Regions from separate parts of the Gossypium hirsutum genome. Here all the other regions are linked to region 3. A link is a contact called in public Hi-C data. All regions are on one chromosome and are shown on one strand. The core of a region is the stretch at or near the end of the contact, and the rest is flanking DNA. Distances in the headings are between cores, read along the strand shown. Region 1 holds the start of LOC107916900 (adenylate kinase 4). Region 2 holds the start of LOC107918232 (F-box/kelch-repeat protein At1g67480). Region 3 holds the start of LOC107916626 (ATP-dependent DNA helicase Q-like 5).

What was found. A called contact is a pair of places that touch in the nucleus more often than the background predicts.
Region 1: a Hi-C map of leaf shows a contact between it and region 3, with 2.4 times the contacts expected there. The contact joins the promoter of LOC107916900 here to the promoter of LOC107916626 in region 3. A contact is called at or near these places in 7 of 34 Hi-C or Micro-C datasets (callus and leaf).
Region 2: a Hi-C map of leaf shows a contact between it and region 3, with 3 times the contacts expected there. The contact joins the promoter of LOC107918232 here to the promoter of LOC107916626 in region 3. A contact is called at or near these places in 11 of 34 Hi-C or Micro-C datasets (hypocotyl, leaf and petal).

The regions. Positions count from the first base shown.
Region 1 is chrA01:95,286,858-95,289,736 of Gossypium_hirsutum_v2.1, reverse strand. It overlaps LOC107916900 (adenylate kinase 4), which reads right to left and starts at 1,293. Exons shown (of 7, transcript XM_016846271.2): 1 at 1,228-1,293; 2 at 1,003-1,121; 3 at 778-923; 4 at 563-682; 5 at 312-479. The coding sequence starts at 1,114.
Region 2 is chrA01:95,158,270-95,160,989 of Gossypium_hirsutum_v2.1, reverse strand. It overlaps LOC107918232 (F-box/kelch-repeat protein At1g67480), which reads left to right and starts at 1,429. Exons shown (of 2, transcript XM_016847770.2): 1 at 1,429-2,215; 2 at 2,303-2,720. The coding sequence starts at 1,695. It overlaps LOC107918230 (mannosyl-oligosaccharide glucosidase GCS1), which reads right to left. Exons shown (of 22, transcript XM_016847769.2): 22 at 631-2,720.
Region 3 is chrA01:95,577,285-95,579,984 of Gossypium_hirsutum_v2.1, reverse strand. LOC107916626 (ATP-dependent DNA helicase Q-like 5) reads left to right here and starts at 1,361. Exons shown (of 21, transcript XM_041109657.1): 1 at 1,361-2,535; 2 at 2,613-2,666. The coding sequence starts at 1,468.

The sequences.
Region 1 (2,879 bases), core at 44-2,543, 290 kb after region 3:
ATCCGGTTTTACATATTCCTAGAAAGTGCATCATCATATTTCAAAAACACAACCCTAAAACCTGCAGATCCCTCTTACATATGTGATGAAAATTGATGGATCAGGTAATGCATCAGTCCAAATAAATGAGCCTTAACCAAAAACTCTTTTAAGTATATCAAAGAGAATGCGTGTCATATCCTTTATTTGCTTAATCAACTCAAAACCGTTTGCAAACAAAGACAAAGGTATAAAGATCCAGCCGGAGCTTGCAGATTCATTCTGTATCCATAATAATTTAATAGAAAAGATAAATGAAAAAGGAAACCTACATCATCAAGACCAGGAACTTTGGGAGGTGCAAATTTGGTGTGGTAGGTTCGGCCGCTAGAAGGATGAATCCAACGACCGGTGATCCTCTCTTCCAATATGGAATCATCGATGGCAAAGTTCAACACCTTGTCGATCTTAGTTCCCTGCTTCTCAAGCATCTCATCAAGCTATACATCAAACATAAGAAACAAGATTAAAAGACCCCAAGAGTAACCCCAAAAGATTAAAAGGGAAATGAAAAGAAGGGCACCTTCTGTGCTTGAACCACAGTCCTTGGAAAACCATCTAAAATGAAACCTTTTTGGCAAGAGGTTTTCTTCATGGCTTCATCAATTATCCCAACCACCAAATCATCAGAGACAAGTTCACCCTAACATCAAACAAAGCACATGTCCTAATATTATACTTCACAATTAGATTAACAATGGATCTGACTATCCAGTAAGGGGAGAGATATGATGTTACTTTATCCATGGCTTCTTTGGCTTTAATACCAAGAGGTGTTTTGGCAGCAACTGCAGCTCTGAGCATATCACCTGTGGCTAAATGGCACAAGCAGTAATCATCCTTAATCATAGGCGACTGTGTGCCCTTTCCAGATCCAGGGGGGCCTGCAATTCATTGAATTTTGTCACTTCAATCACCCTAAGAAAAAATTGAAGCAAACAGTAGAAAAACCAAGAAACGAACCAATGAGAATGAGGCGTTTGTCTGGTTTGGAGGAGCACTTGAAACGGCGAAGTAGCTCAGTCATGATATCAACGGAAGCAACATCCTCCAAAGCCACAGCAGAATCCGCCATTTTCTTTCTGAAAAAATATTACTATGAATGTTATACACAACACCAAACTGAAAGACTATATGAAGAGGAAGGAGGTAGGTGGAACCATTGAAGATGATGTCCTGTTTTTTTACCTTCAAAGCTTTTGGTAAGAGAAGAGAGTTGTTGTACTGGCTTTTTAAGGTTTAAATTAGAATTTCAATCCCTCTAGTTTATAAGAATTGATAAATTAATTTGTTTACTCTAATTTATTAGAATTTAGTTCTCATATTTTACAAAAATTGACAAGTTAGTCCATTTGCTAAACCTTTTTGTGATATCATTAGTCTAAAAATTAACAATTTAATAACTTACTAAATTATGTCACATTGACAATGTGTGTAAAAGAAAACATTTTATTTAAAACATAATTTCTTTTAAAATTTGTTCAACAATGATTATAGGCAAAGGAGTAAACAATGTGTTTATAAAGCTTATTAAACATGTATCCAATCATTAGATATGTGATTATTAGTTGTTTAAGTATGAAAAGACAAAATCTTCAGAATAATAGTATTTATCATTTAAAAAAATATATATTAATCTTTTTATAACTTAATTGGTATTAAATTAACTCAAGATATCAACTCAATTAAAGGTTTTATAATAAGTATAATAGTAAAAATCAACGGATAAACAATTTACATGTAAAAAACTCAGCAAAAATTAACTGTTTAAGGGCACATGCTTATCAACAACCGGATAAATTGTAGTTTTCTAAAATATGAGGATCAGATTTTGATAAATTAATTCATTTTCATAAACTAAAAGGGTGAAATACAGAATAAAACCTCTTTTTTTAATATGGAAACGCCGCCCACTTCCCAATGTTTTTGTTTCCTTTTTTCTGTTTTACCCTCTTGTCCTGCTTCAAATTGCCGCTATTGTCCTTTACCACTACAACTGTCCATGTCCCTGCCTTCCTTAGGCGACTTTGGGCTTTTTGACATTCTCGAGTTTTTCTTTCTTTTCTTAATTTAATTGTGGATAGTTTGAATTCAGCGACGGGCCCGTTCAGTAGTCTACCTCCTCAAATACTTAAAATATTTATTTTTCTTTTACTAGTTTAATTATATTTTTGGTAAGCGATGACTTAATTATGGTTTAATTTCACTTTCACCACCCAATTATAAAAAATTTTAAAATAATTATTCAACTAATTGAATTTTTTTCAATTATCTTTTTCCATTAAATCTTTGATAGATTGATGTCGTGATAGTTTTAAAATTGATATAATAACATATTTAACCCTTAACGATTATATATTTTATTATTTTTATTCTATAATATTCACATTTTAATATATTTAATTCTATAAAATGTAACTAACACAACTCGAACTCAAGTCACATTTGGGGCGATGAACACTTTAACCATCAAGCCAACACATAAGATTCACTTCATTTTTAACTTTTATCAGTATTCTACTTTGTTAAAATGAAGTATCATATTTTGCTCATTTATGATTTTTAATAGAATTTTATCATTTAATAACACTTTCTTTTCTGACTATACCTTAAAATCCATTTATTATTAAACTATCATGTTTATTAACTACTTCAAGACATGGAATCAAGTTTTAATTCACTTATTCACCTCATCTATTAATTATACTAATTCTTTAATTCAAAATCATATATAGCCCTCTCTATAACAATCACATGTTATAATAATATTTTGCAATAAAAATCAAGTTTCTAGTAGAATTGATTTTTTATATTTTATTTTAAATTATAGCAACAATATC
Region 2 (2,720 bases), core at 180-2,679, 420 kb after region 3:
TATTAATATTTAGTATATTAAAAGTGTATTTTTTTAATTTTAAAAAATTAGAGTGAAAATATAAAAAAGTAAAGCCAAATCATTCTCCTATATTAGACTTGACTTCTTTTTTTTCTTTTTACCAGGAAAAGAATTATTTGTCTGATGTCACGAAATAAACGGAGGCTTAAAATGAAAGAAATAAATGAATAAATAATGATGATGATAATAATGATAATGAGATGATTAGTGAGTGGTGGAACCCTCTCGCCCTTTTCTGCCTTGCTTTTTCTATGCTTATAAATTCTTTCCCTTATTCATGGCTGCTTTGCCTCAAAACACTCTCATCCCCTTTTACGCCTTTCTTTTCAACACCAACCCTTTTTCATTCTCCTCTTTTCCAGGATCTTCAAAGGTAAATCCCCCTTTCCTCACACCTCTATATACATTGCCTCCTTTCTCCTTTCTTTTAAAATTTATGTTCATTTAGGTTTTTTTTTTCCTTTAAAAATTTTAAACCAAAAAAAAAAATATTTCTTACCAGGTTAGAGAACCTGTTGAGACGTGAACTTGGGGATCTTTTTAGTGTTTATCTTCAGATCTAACGTGTTTCAATAGTATTATTGCCAGACTGTTAGGATTTTGGATAAGAACATTCGGCTGTCTTCCTACCCCCCCCCCAACTTTACTTTCCAGGAATCTGGGTTTTCTGGTTGTTGATAGATGATTTGTTGGTCTGCTGCCTTTTACTTTAATCCTTTTGATTCTATGATATCATACATTTCATCTTAAGAACTCATCTGTTAATTTTAGTTGTAGTTATTTTAATTTAAGTTAGGGTGGTTGGGTAGGTCAAGTCAAGATCTGGGTTTTACAAGTTCAGAGATATATAATAAGCCCCTTGAGTTGTTCGCCCCTTTTGTGTATCTACCACCGCAAATAAATTAATACCTTCTTTTTGCAACATGTTAGAGTTTTAGGTTTAGAATAATAGAAAGGAACACTTACTTCACCACTACCACCACCACCACCATTATTATTATTATTTTGTATTTCTGTTTGGCTTTGGGTGTTTCCCAGCAGTACATAAGTCACTGCTGCCGGCCTGGAGAATCATGATCAAAACAAGTTGTCTATTTGAAGACAGAATCGCTGTTATATGAACTGGATATGTATTGGTTGAATTGACCTTTCTTCATTTTAATTTATATATTCAGGTGATTACTGGTTTCATCATAATGGAAGTTATTGGGGGCTAAAACTTCTGAATTTTATGGCCTTAAAAGGTATTGATTTGACAATGACCGTAGAGATAAGCTATTGTTTCTTTGGTTTCCTGTCGGTAAGCTATTGTTTCTTTGGTTTCCTGTCTTCATACTAATTGGTTATGGTTTTACAATCTTGCATTTAGTTATTTGGGCAATGTGTGGGCAACGGAACGGATACAGAGGTGTGGGAAAAGCTTTGCAGAGTTCAACAGGAAAGAGGGCTTTTGGCATGGAATATGAATCAGATTGGACTAAGAATAGAGTTTCATCGGCATTTACAGCTCAAGTCATCCGTTCTGCTACATCACTTATGCCTTGGAGTTGTAAAATCCCTATAGGTGATGGATTTCATGAGTTTCTTTAATTAGTTGACTAGCATTTATAAATATTGACGCATTCTTTTGGGAAAATATATTTGTACCGCATACGAGAACCATCTAGAAAAAAATGCCTGGTTTTGTGAGAGAAAAGAAGAGAATCACAGAACCCAATATGTGTCTCAGCTCCCCGCTTATGCCAGATCATTCAAAAGGCAATCACCGTTCACCCTCTCAGGCTACTGATGAAATAGAAAGCCCGTTGCTTCCAGGGCTACCGGATGATGTGGCCAAGTATTGCCTTGCTCTAGTTCCTCGTTCTAGCTTCCCTTCCATGGGTGGTGTATGTAAGAGGTGGAGATCATTCATTCAAAGCAAAGAATTCTTAATGGAACGAAAGATAGCTGGAATGCTTGAAGAGTGGCTTTATGTTCTAACTATGGATTCTGAAGGAAAGGAAAGCCACTGGGAGGTTTTGGATTGTTTGGGCCAGAAACATAGGCTTCTTCCACCAATGCCTGGTCCAGAAAAAGTTGGATTTGGGACAACTGTCCTCAATGGAAAGCTTCTTGTACTTGCTGGCTATTCAGTCATCAACGGAACTGCTTCTGCCTCTGCAGACGTTTATCAATATGATTCTTGCCTCAACTGGTTTGTTTTCCATTTTCACTTTTTATATGACGCTTAATATTTTGTCTTGGACTTCTTATTGGTTTTAACACATCATCATAATTGCAGCTGGAGCAAACTAGCAAACTTAAATGTTGCTCGCTATGATTTTGCTTGTGCGGAGGTAAATGGTGTGGTTTACGTCGTTGGAGGCTATGCGGTTGAAGGCGAGAGCCTCTCCACTGCAGAGGTGTATGACCCTGACACAGATAAGTGGACACTCATTGAAAGTCTACGTCGACCTCGCTGGGGTTGTTTTGCCTGTGGATTGAACGGAAAGCTTTATGTCTTAGGTGGTAGGTCAAGCTTCACTATTGGAAACTCGAGGTTTGTTGATGTGTACAACCCTGAGAAGCAGACTTGGTGTGAGATGAAAAATGGGTGTGTGATGGTCACTGCCCATGCTGTGCTGGAGAAGCAGCTTTTCTGCATGGAGTGGAAGAACCAGCGGAAGCTGGCAATATTCAACCCAGATGACAATAGCTGG
Region 3 (2,700 bases), core at 112-2,611:
TATATATTTTTGAATTTTTTTAGAATTATGATTAAATTGAGATCATTTGTAAATTTTGAGGGTTAAATTTGTTATTATATTGATTTTTACCTGTCATATCAGTTGCCCTTTTTTATTTTAACACGAATGATAAAAGTGACCAAACTATAACGTGGGTACTAAAATTGTAACTTTTTATTTTGAATACTTAAAATGAAAAAAAATTATAATTAAGTGATCAACTATGTAGTTTACCCGCAAAATTTTTAAATTTTGAATGTATTCACTGTATAAAAATTTGACATATTAAAAGAAAACATTTGCAAAGGGAAAAATTGTAACATAAATCCCTCCACATTTTATATAATTTTTAATGAAGCTCTGAAAATTATATTTTTATAATAAGTAATTATAATTTTTAAGAAAGGTCTTTTAAATTTATCACTATTTTTGCTAATTAAATACGCTATTAAGATGAAGTAGATTAGAGATGTTAATGGGAAAGAGTGGACTAGGTTTAAGCCTGATATCAACATACTTTATCCTTATTCAAGTTTGTCCCGAATCGAAATATGAGTTTAAAATTTTACCTAAGCCTGTCAATATTTATAAAAGAATAACTAAGCCCATTTTAAACTAGCTCATATTAATTTTTAATTTTTTTAAAAAATATTTATATATACGTTTTGACATTCTTCATGTCCATTTTACGGTCCATGTTTAGTGTTTGTGGTTGCCCCTCCAAACAATATCATCTTCAAGATTCGAACTTAAATCTTTCTCTTAAGAGTGTAATATGTCTCACTATTGCATGCAATCACTTCTTAATTATATTATTTTAATTTAATATTTAATAAATTTATATATTTTTTATTTATTGAAACTTTTTATATATTCACTCTAATATTATTTTAATAGTTACATTAGAGTAGTATTATATATTTAGTATAAAAATTTTTATGTGTTATAAATTACATAATATATCAAAATAACATAATATAAAATATTATAAACTTAAAATCAGGCTGGTTTGGACTTGAGTCATAAATGTTCAAGCCTAAGCCTGACCAATATTTTAAACGGATCTAATATTTTTATTTAAGCCCATTTTTTTCTAAAATTTTTGTCTAATCCTTTTTAAAATTTAATTAGACTTGAACAAATAACCTGAGCCATAAACATATCTAAAATAAATCTACGATAAATTATTCAATAGTCATAATATTTAAATTTATTTAACAATTTTCGTTTACTAATTAATAATCAAAATAAAATTAGAAATAAAATCTATATATAAAAATAAAATTTCACGAACAGCCTACTATTGTAATTTAATTAATTCGAAGGGATAAGTAGTATATGTTATATTAAAATAATAAAAAGAAGCTTTAGGCGGGAAATTTTAGCGCAAAAAATTGTAAAGCGGCTGAGGTCTCCGCAGTCGGCCATTCACCGCCTCTACTTGTCTCAGTGACTCAGTTGACAGACATGGACTACGATTCAGACTCCGACGGATCACATATATCAGCCACTCCTCCACGAGACCCACTCCCGCGGCGGCCACCGCAACCGCCTCCAAAACCTCCTACCTCCTACAAATCTACCGCAAGTACCAAACGCTCCTCTCATTTGGATATCATTTTCAAACTCAAAAAGCCATCTTCGTCGAAACACGATAAAATCGAACCCGTACCTGAACCTGAACCCATTCAACAACCGGACCTCCCTTCTCCAGTCGGTAATTTTCCCTTCCAGATTCGCCGTCCGTCGGATCAACCCCATCCAATCTCCATTGGCCGTTCCCTTGAAACCCTCCCCGCCGGTTTCTTCTCCACGCGTCGCGCCTCCTTCTCCAAAATTTGTAAACCTTCCCTCAATTTCGAACCGGAAACCTCACCAGAAATAACCGCCGAACCTAAAATTAATGGCTCTGACGGCCTGGGTTCTACCAAAACTTGTAACAAGAAGCTTCCTAATTTGATCAGAGGAGATGCCCCTTTACCCCCAGTTAAATTACAAAAGCGCAGCGAAGAAGGTAACTTCGTGAGGCTCAATTTCAATGGCTATAAACGCAAGTTCACAGCCAAAGGTAAAAAGATGAATAGTTACTCTTACAAATCAAAGTACTTCAAAAGAAGCAAGAGAAGAGTCAAATCCGAAGTCGATACGGGAAGCCTTTGCGACGAAGAAGGTTTAGTGTCGGAAATCAAGTTGCAGTCGAAAGCAGAGAAACCGAGTAGATGCGAGTCAGTTGAAGCGGCGATTTCGGCGGTTCGAAGCGCGGTGTCGGAGGAGAACCTGGTGAGGTTGTTGAAAGCTATTTATGGCTACGATTTGTTCCGTGATGGACAGTTGGAAGCGATCAAGATGATTCTTGCTGGCAAATCAACGATGCTAGTTTTGCCAACAGGAGCTGGGAAGTCGCTTTGCTATCAGATTCCGGCAGTGGTTTTGCCGGGGATTACGTTGGTGGTGAGTCCATTGGTGGCTTTGATGATTGATCAATTGAAACAGTTGCCCCCTATGATTCAAGGCGGTCTCTTGTCTAGCAGTCAGGTAGAACTGGGTTATTTCTCTCATTAAGAATTATTAGTAACTGATAGGTGGTATAATGTGGTTTTTGAACTCAATAGGGACCTGAAGAGGCTGCTGAGACACTGAGGATGGTTCAAGAAGGGAGCATAAAAGTGGGTTTACCGCTTTAGAACATTCTTGGTGAAT